2 separate regions of the Mus musculus genome follow, and region 1 is linked to region 2. A link is a contact called in public HiChIP or PLAC-seq data. All regions are on one chromosome and are shown on one strand. The core of a region is the stretch at or near the end of the contact, and the rest is flanking DNA. Distances in the headings are between cores, read along the strand shown.

The links. HiChIP or PLAC-seq counts read pairs in DNA pulled down with a chosen protein or histone mark.
Region 1: a contact with region 2 is called in an H3K27ac HiChIP or PLAC-seq map of the HPC-7 cell line, with 7 times the contacts expected there. The contact joins the enhancer-like site here to the promoter of Adipor1 in region 2. A contact is called at or near these places in 4 of 39 promoter capture datasets (the 3T3-L1 cell line, the HPC-7 cell line, HPC-7-derived erythroid cells and 2 more), 5 of 484 Hi-C or Micro-C datasets (embryonic stem cells, epiblasts, granulocyte-monocyte progenitors and 1 more), 19 of 115 datasets of contacts at active chromatin or transcription factors (the 230-238 cell line, DN3 thymocytes, the HPC-7 cell line and 12 more) and 2 of 9 other capture datasets (adipose tissue and pancreatic islet).

What each region holds. Positions count from the first base shown.
Region 1 is chr1:134,604,390-134,608,580 of GRCm38.p6, reverse strand. It overlaps Kdm5b (lysine (K)-specific demethylase 5B), which reads right to left. Exons shown (of 27, transcript NM_152895.2): 11 at 3,958-4,139; 12 at 2,706-2,868; 13 at 774-893. Among named protein-coding and RNA genes, the nearest start is that of Kdm5b, 46 kb to the right of the region's middle. Within about 2 kb of position 1,995, at least 5 of the 459 cell types and tissues checked have an H3K27ac peak or open chromatin away from gene starts, as enhancers often do. A contact at or near this core is called in the HPC-7 cell line, where this site is marked.
Region 2 is chr1:134,412,939-134,417,402 of GRCm38.p6, reverse strand. Adipor1 (adiponectin receptor 1) reads right to left here and starts at 2,025. Exons shown (of 8, transcript NM_028320.4): 1 at 1,818-2,025.

The DNA.
Region 1 (4,191 bases), core at 746-3,245, 190 kb before region 2:
ACAGTGCTAACCTGAAACCCTACCAAGTTTTAAGGCTGGAATATTTGTTACTAGTTTGCAAGCTTTAATAAGCTTCAGCCTTGGGCTGGAAAGATGGCTTAACGGTTAAGGACACTTGACTATTCTTTGCTGAAGGTCCTGAGTTCAAATCCCAGCAACCAATCTGTAAAGGGATTGACACCTTCTTCTGGTGTGTCTGAAGACAGCTACAGAGTACTTACATATAATAAATAAATATTTTTTTAAAAAAATCTTTAGCCATTTTAAAAGACACTTCAGGAAGACTCTTGCTACAAATTAGGTTTCCCAAAACCTGCTGAAGCAGGGTGGTTTACAATAAAGAACTCAGGACTAGCCATGGCAACACTGGGGGAAAAAAAAAAAAAGGCAAAGCACTGCTCTATCCCCTAAAATTTCATTAACAATTTGTACAATTTAAAAGAAGTATCTTGAGAGAGGTGGCTCAGCACTTAAGAGCAAGTGCTGATTTTTAGAGAGATTCAAAGCATACTTCTCAGTACCTATGTCAGGCTACTCACAGCTATCTATAATTCTCTGGCCAAAGGCATGTGCATGCACATAGGCATGCACACAGTGCATGTCTGAGTTGTCACACACTGTGTTATCCAGTGTCTTATCTCACTGTAAAATGGAAAAGATTTTGCATGGAATCCAGATGAGTAGCAAGGATATGTGACAGTTTTTAAAGCATTTTATGCTATTTCCACAAAAAAATGGTAAGATTTGAGAAAGCTCAAATACATAACACATACCCAATCAACAGTGCAGAAGTTAACAGCCTCGGCAAAATTAAAACCTTGGTTGAAGCCACTGTGGTAGGCTCTTGGAAACGTAATTACAAACTCCCCAGCACACTGATTCGTTCGATAAACCTACAGAGACAGGAATGAGCAATTAAGGTTTTACAGTAACATTCTCAAAGGCAATTTAGACATAAACTATCAGATGATTTCTCTAGACAAATAGGACAGGACTACACACACACACACACACACACACACACACACACCTTATATCAAAACTGAGGGGGAAAAAATTACTGTTAGAATCATCTGGTTTCTGCCACAAGATGGAGTGGTATACCACACTAACAGAACTAAATAGCCTCTGAACTGAAGTCAGTGCTCTTACCACAAAAATAAGAAACCATCTAAGAGGCAAGAAACATCTTTTTTTACAGATACAATCAGGAATCTCCCAAGGTTCAGCCGTAAGTGAAGCAGAGACAAGAGGATCTCTTGAGTTGGAGGACAATCTAGACTTCATAGCAAGTTCCAGACCAGGAATGAAAAATCAATCCATTGATTTCCCAAAGCCCTAAATCTAGCCCCTACATTTTATTCCAATATTGACAAACTTGAAAAATCAAAGAGAAATGTTAACAATGAAGACATAGTGAATGTTTTGTTCTTTTGTCATTACTTTATGGTCCACAAATACACTCTTAATGGCCCTCCATAAAGTCCTCAGAGATTCTGTCTGAAATATCAAGATGGATGATCCCCGAGGAACAACAGCCAAATGCAGACACACACACACAACACCGTAGGTGAGTGAGGAAGGGGGGTTGAGGGGGTGGAGGACTCAGTAAGCAATGTAAAACAGCTCTGGCAACGAAGCAGCACCAGGACAAAATGTAAACCTAGTATCTCAATTCTAAGGCTCTCGGTTCAATTCCCAGCACCACCGTCAGAATGAGTCATGGGGAGCATTCCATTTTGGTTAATCACGAGATCCCACAATTCACTGTCACTTCTTTTTTTTTTTTGATGGATTTATTATTACACTATAGCTGTCTTCAGACATCCCAGAAGAGGGCATCAGATCTCATTATGGATGTTTGTGAGCCATCATGTGGTTGCTGGAATTTGAACTCAAGACCTTCAGAAGAGCAGTCAGCGCTCTTAACCACTGAGCCATCTCTCCAACCCTCACTGTCACTTCTTTATGCTGTATTGGAAATGAAATCCAGGGCCTGTTCTTATTAGATAAGCACTCACAAACATCCCTACTAAACTTCCTCTTTTAGAGCGGAAAAAGGCATAGAAGACTGACACCAAGAACTGGAAAAATGGCTCAGTCAAGAGCACTTTATAAATTTATATTTTTATATTCATAAGCTTTATAAATTTGTAATATTAAAGATTTTAAAACCTGAGCTTAGCTCTAACTGTAACTAGCTAGCCATTCTCATAGTAAATTCTCATTTCCATTTGACAGGTCACTTTTTATCTTTTGTTTACTAAACTTATAAACAAAACTTACAGGGGCTGGAGAGAACCATCATTGATGAAATCTGATGCCCTGTTCTGGTGTGTGAAGATGAAGACAGTGACAGTGTACTTACATAAAACAAGTAAATAAATCTTAAACCAAAAAAAAAAAAAAAAAACCCTTACAGAACAGAAACCATTAGTGGCCATGGCTATACAGTCTCCCACTCACTGACCGGTAGACTAAAGTGAGTGTTACTCATCTGCCGAGCAAGTCATTAGTAATGTAGGAGTTTAGAGTTTCTACGCATCTGGCCCACTGGGAGACTGCTATAAAGCACCCAGCAGCTGCTTCTGTTATCAAGTTATATTATGGGGGGGAAAACACCAAATAACTTTAAGAAGAAAAGCAGGGGTGCTAGGGAAGCTGTGCACGGTGGGTGGGGCGGCAAGAAGGTCAGCACGACATACAGGCACTTCATGAGTCATCAGAGTGTTGGGGTTCATGATGGTCACCAGCTGGTGGAGCAGGTCCGGCTGGGACACAAAGAGCTCAGGAGCGAGCTTCTTCATCACGTTTTCTAGCTGCTCAGCAGCGTAGCCTGGAACTCCATACCAGGTTTTTGGCTCACCCCTAGAAAAAGATCAGAATCCATTAATTTGTAGCATAACACACAGCAACAGTTAACTAGATCATATTCTTCTGACCTACAAACAAACGTTCAAATCAAACAAGTATCAGGACAAGCAGGAGTGGAACACTCAGTGCATTTCCCACCACTGCGAAGATGGGATTGAGGTCCTCCCAGATCCTACTCTACAAACATGGGAGAATTTAGAGTTTCTAAAAAGATAAGGAATCACATTTGACTCAGCACAGTTACTACAGCTCCCTCCCTACAGCAACCAAGAAGGCCTGCAACTTCCATCTTCTTTTTCCTTGCCCATTCTGGTGAAAAAAAAAGCTTACATCAAATACGAATAAGGCAATTATTTCTAAACAACCCTTATTCTTCAAAACACTTTAAATTGTTAACCAATTAATCAGTGCCATCTCTGTGAGGTATATAAAACATCATCTTCCTGTTACAGCTGGGTAATGCCAGGGGAAGCACAATCATGTTGACCATCCAAGTGCCAGCTCTCGTTCTTGTGGTACATTTTCTGTAGGATTCAAGTGAGTTAGGAATTTTAAAATACTTTTGCATGTGAAAGTAGAAGAAATAAGGTGAGGGTATTACAGCTGTAGGGAAAAAAAGGCTTTAGGTGAAAAGTTTAGATAATAAAGTAATAAATGTCTGCACAGATTTGAGAGGTATTCTAAGTGTTATGATGTCAAAAAATCAGCACAACAAAAGGAAACTGATAGTCCCAAGTCCATGCTCCTCCCCAAAGGGATATAGAGGTTACCATGACATCAAATGAGAATTCTGGTAGACAGCGGTGTGTGTGTGTGTGTGTGTGTGTGTGTGTGTGTGTGTGTGTGTGTGTGTAACTTGTTCATAAATACTATTCCTAGAAACATCCTATACTTGCAAAATAGTGTATGATTTCAGAGGACTATGTAGAAGTCAAGTGACCTAATCAGATAGGAAACCTAAGGTAACAGAAGCTAAAACAAATGGAACTTGAAATTCTCAGTCATGAACACATTTCTGAAAGAAAAAGTTTTCTTTCCTGCCCAGCTTAGATAGTCCTCACAGACTCCATAAAGAATTCTCACCAGTGTAGGTAGTTGATTGAATAGCTCCAGTGGTCTTCAATGTGCCAACAGAATGAAGAAAAGCACATGCCCACATACAACCAGGGGAGTTTCATGCCACATATATCAGCAGTAATATGAGCAAGGACAGACTGCTCCATCACTGGCATGTTGTTCAAATTCCAGCCACTATCCAGGTATTCCTAAAATGAGTCAGAAAAAAAAAAAAAAAAAAAAAAAAGATAAAGTTTTAGC
Region 2 (4,464 bases), core at 776-3,275:
TGGGCAACAGGCATTAACATATGGCCCAAACAGCTGTACACATTTTTAAAATATCTTAAGGGTGTTTATTGAAAATTTTCTTTTATTTTTCCTCCTTTTCCTCTTTTTGTTGTTGTTGTTTTGAGATAGGATTTCTTTTTGTAGCCCTGGCTGTCCCGGAACTCAATCTGTAGACCAGGCTGGCCTCGAACTCAGGGATCCACCTGTCTCTGCCCCCAAGTGCTGGGATAACGATTAAAAGTACGCGTCCCTTCCACCTAGGTGATAATTTGTTTTCTGATAGCATCATTATGAAGCTAAGAGCTAACAGGTGCTGGAGGAACTGAGAAGAAAAACTTCACTTTAGTAGAGATGATCAAAACTTCGTAGATCTTAAGATTTGATAGGCATGGACATCTGAGGCAGGGCATTCCAGGGGTACAGTTGTGTAAACAGCGGTTTACATGGTAGCATGGCTACCCAGAGCATCGAATAATGCACTTTCCATCAGGAAGCTTAAGAAAATGAGGTCACTCTGAAGTGACACAACTTAGCCTACCATTCATTTTAAGGTGCTGACCGCTCCCCTCCTCCTGCCGTGAGGGGGGGGGGGTGGAGTGAGGGGAGGGAGGCGCAGAGGCTATGAAATTAAGGCTGCTTCCTTAATTTATCTTTCACACGGGTAAAGCCACTCATTTACTTCTTTCTCAAAAATCTTGTCGTTTCTGGGCTACTGTGAACACCCCAGCGGAGATTACCCTGCGGGAGTAGGTGCAGTGTTTGAAGGCCCACACCAATGTCTAATACTTCACTAATAACACCAGCTTTTGAAGACTGACTTCTCAAAGACCTTTCACAAAAAATGGACACAAAAACTACTTCTGTAATAAAGAAATGCAGTGGCTGCAGGCCGGGAACCCTGACATTGCAATCCACTTAGCGCCATCCTATCTGACTGAGTTCCTGGCAGTGGACTGATGCTATAAACTCTCAGGAACTGCGACTGCACCATCACAGCCTGCCCTGCATTATCAAAAGGAAAAAAAAAAAAAGCAGTGAGCACATCCCAACATGGCTTTGGTTCTGCAAAGAACCACCTATTGCCATCTTCGTTTGATTTACCACACAACTTAACTGCTGGGTTTTCTGGTCTGTCTGCTAAAGACCCGAGGGAAATAATCAGATTATTATTATAGAAGATCCCATGGTCTCTTAGTGCTCCGCTGACATCTGAAACTATGTAAACTGAAATTTGTCCAGCTTCTTCAACTACGAACCGCCAGAAACTGACGGCGAGCCACTTTATTTTCTTAAAAGCAAGTGCGAGACTCAAATTCTCAAACAAACCAGCATCCATCAACCCTAGATTTCTGAGATGAAATCTGGCCCTTCCCAACACTTCGGCATCTTGTTTACATTCTAGTTGAGTAGTACCTTAGGCCTGTCGAGTCTCCATCAACTTCCCGACCGACCCTATCCAGGAGGGAGCCCCGTCACGTTTGACCTGCGGATCGCGGTGGTGGCCTTAGGGTTCCCGGCCACCCAGGGCCGGTGTTCCCGCACCCAACTCGCAGGCTCAACTCCGGGGGTCGCCAGCAGGGCTGGAACGCGGCCGTCTACCGCGCGGCTGCGGAGACAGCACTCGCGGACTGCCGGGCCCCGACGGCGGCGAGCAGCCCCCCGAACGGAGGCGGTGCGCGGTGGGAGGGGCCGGAAATGTTTACGGAGGACCTTTCGGAGGGCCGGGCGGTGAGCGACGATCCAGGGGCGGGCCACTCCCGTGCTGTCCCCTCCAGAGCCTGCAGGGCCCGCGCCCCGCCCACCCCCGGGACACTTACGGCCTGGCTGGCTGCCTCTGCTGGGGGCCGCGGGCCCGGGCGCTACATCCCGCGGCACTGGAGGCGGCCTGCGGCCGAGGGGCGCCCGATCCTCAGCGCCCTGCCCGCGCCGGAAGGGCCGCGCGACCGCACGGCGTCACCTCCGCAGCCGCGTCACCTTCCCGGCGCTACCTCACCCGCTCCGATCCAGGCATTCCTGCGCGTGCCAATCATCAGGGCGCGCTCAGGCTCGCCCCGCCCCGCCCCTGATCTGACCAATCGCTGGCTCTGGCTGTCCCAGCTTGGCCCTACACTGGCGGACTGCAAAAGCCTCTTCTCCCGGCCTACGACGGGCGCGTGTAGGGGAGTAGGGAGCTGGGAGTAGGGAGCTGGGAAGGCAATCTTAGTTTCCCACCCCACGGCCTCGCTTTTCAGCTCCGAAACACTTTTTTTTTCCTTCTCTTAGTACTGGGAATTGTACCTCTAGGCAAGCCACTATATCTCTAGTACAGAAACACTTTTTCCCCCCTTTTTCCAAGACACGGATTCTCCGTGTAGCCCTGGCTGTCCCGAATTCGCCCTGTAGATTCGCCTCCCTAGTGGCAGGATTAAACAACGCCAACCCACACTTTTATTTTTGTTTGAGAAAGGGTTTAATTGTGCAACCCAGGTGAGCCTTGTACTCGAGGCCATCCTATCTCAGCCTTTCAAATGCTAGGATTTCAAATGTGGGCTACCATACAGCTCCGAAACTATTTCTATATCCATTTTCCAAATCCCTCCCTCTCTTCTTCTGGTATGCTATGTATGGAACGACTACCATGAATCTATTCACTCAACTGATTTAACTTTTGGTTCCTGTTATTTATCAGAAAGGGAGAAGTTATTTCAAACAAGCCTAGCTTGACAATTTTCTGTGCCAGTCCATGTTCCCATGTGACCCAGAGGGCACATCTTAGAAGACAATATAGTGTGCTTCTCTGCCGGAACTGAACCACACAATATAGTATTTTGGGAGTGTTCATTTTCTTATACTCCAAAAAACGATGCACAGCTGTTACTGCTCTAAATGCAAGAAAAGGTGACCAAATGCTAGATGGATGCCCCAGGAGAGTGAAGTCAACTTTGTTCTGGTTAAAAGCATAGACTCTGGGTTCTTGTAGATCCAGTTTCCTTCCCAAGCCAGCCGATCTTTACACATTACTGAGTCCTTCCAAATCACTACTTAACCTTGAAAACGAAGGGAAATGATGCTACTTTCAGGTCTGTCAGGACTAAGGACATTTCAGGTGCTACTTTCAGGTCTGTCAGGACTAAGGCAGTGTCTGCATGATGCCTGGCAAATGGATAGAGTTTCATAACAACTAGCTATTGTTAATATATTACCTGGGGCTGGAGAGATGGCTCAGCAGTTAAGAACACCCACTGTTCTTCCAGAGGTCCAGAGTTCAATTCCCAGCCACCCACATGGTGGCTCATAACCATCTTAATTGGATCTAATGCCCTCTTCTGGTGTGTCTGAAGAGAGCAATGGTATACTCATATACATAAAATAAATAAATAAATCTTTAAAAAAAACAGTTGACTAGAAACCTATATTTTAATAAAAATAATAATAATAAATTACCTGCTGTACAAAACAAAATCTGGAAACTTTATTTTTCTTCAAGACAGGGTTTCTCTGCGTAGCCCTGGCTGTCCTGGAACTCACTTTGTAGACCAGGCTGGCCTCAAACTCAGAAATCTGCCTGCTTCTGCCTCCTGCTAGGATTAAAGGTGTGTGCCACCACGCCCGGCTGCTCCCCCTTTAAGTGTTAAATTATTTGTTTTTAAAAATCTTTTGTTTTTTTCAAGATAGTTTCTCTGGGTAGAGCTTGCAGGCCAGGCTGCCCTCACACTAATGGAGATCTGGCAGGGGAGCCCCACCACCGCCCACAGCATGGCCCTTTGCAAGCTGGCTTTAAGCTTCTTCCATCGGGCCTCATCTTCTTCCATCTTTCTTTGGTATTCTGGACCTTAGTAAATTTCTCCTACTTCTCATTCCTCTGGCTTTTGCATCCTGATCCTTCTGTGAACTGCTCTTCCCTCACCTGTTTCCAAAAGATCCAAGCAGTTTCCAATGCTCAGCTCTTGGTTTGTTTTGGCTTTGGCTACAGATAATCCTAAATTCAGCTTCTGGCTCTGCCAACCACTGACCAGCTGCATTTCTTCTCACAAATCCTTAATCTTCAACTCACAGGATTAGCATAAGGATTATATTGTGCAATATAGGCAAAATCCTTCAAATGGTACCGGGTACATGTCTGCTAACAAGATGTAAATTCTTCCTCTTTCTCCATCCCCTCCTATTAGGGCCCTAGTGTCCTAGAACCCCAGCTCTGCAGTGGTGTTGATCACTCAGTGCTGTGATCTTAGATTGAAGGAGTTCGAGAGAGAAAGTCTGTCACCAGCTCTCCTTTGTCACAGCTGCAACCTCGGAAAACACGCTTGCTCACATGATAGTTCCTTAGTAAATGTTTGCAATCATTTCTTCACAAAGCAAGGACTAGTAAGCTTCCACACAGGACACTCTCTACTGGGCTGCTCCAGCAAGTTCAACAATCCTAAGAAAGAATTTCCTTTCTGAGGGTGAGGTGGCTCGCAGAGCAGTGGCATACACATACTAGCT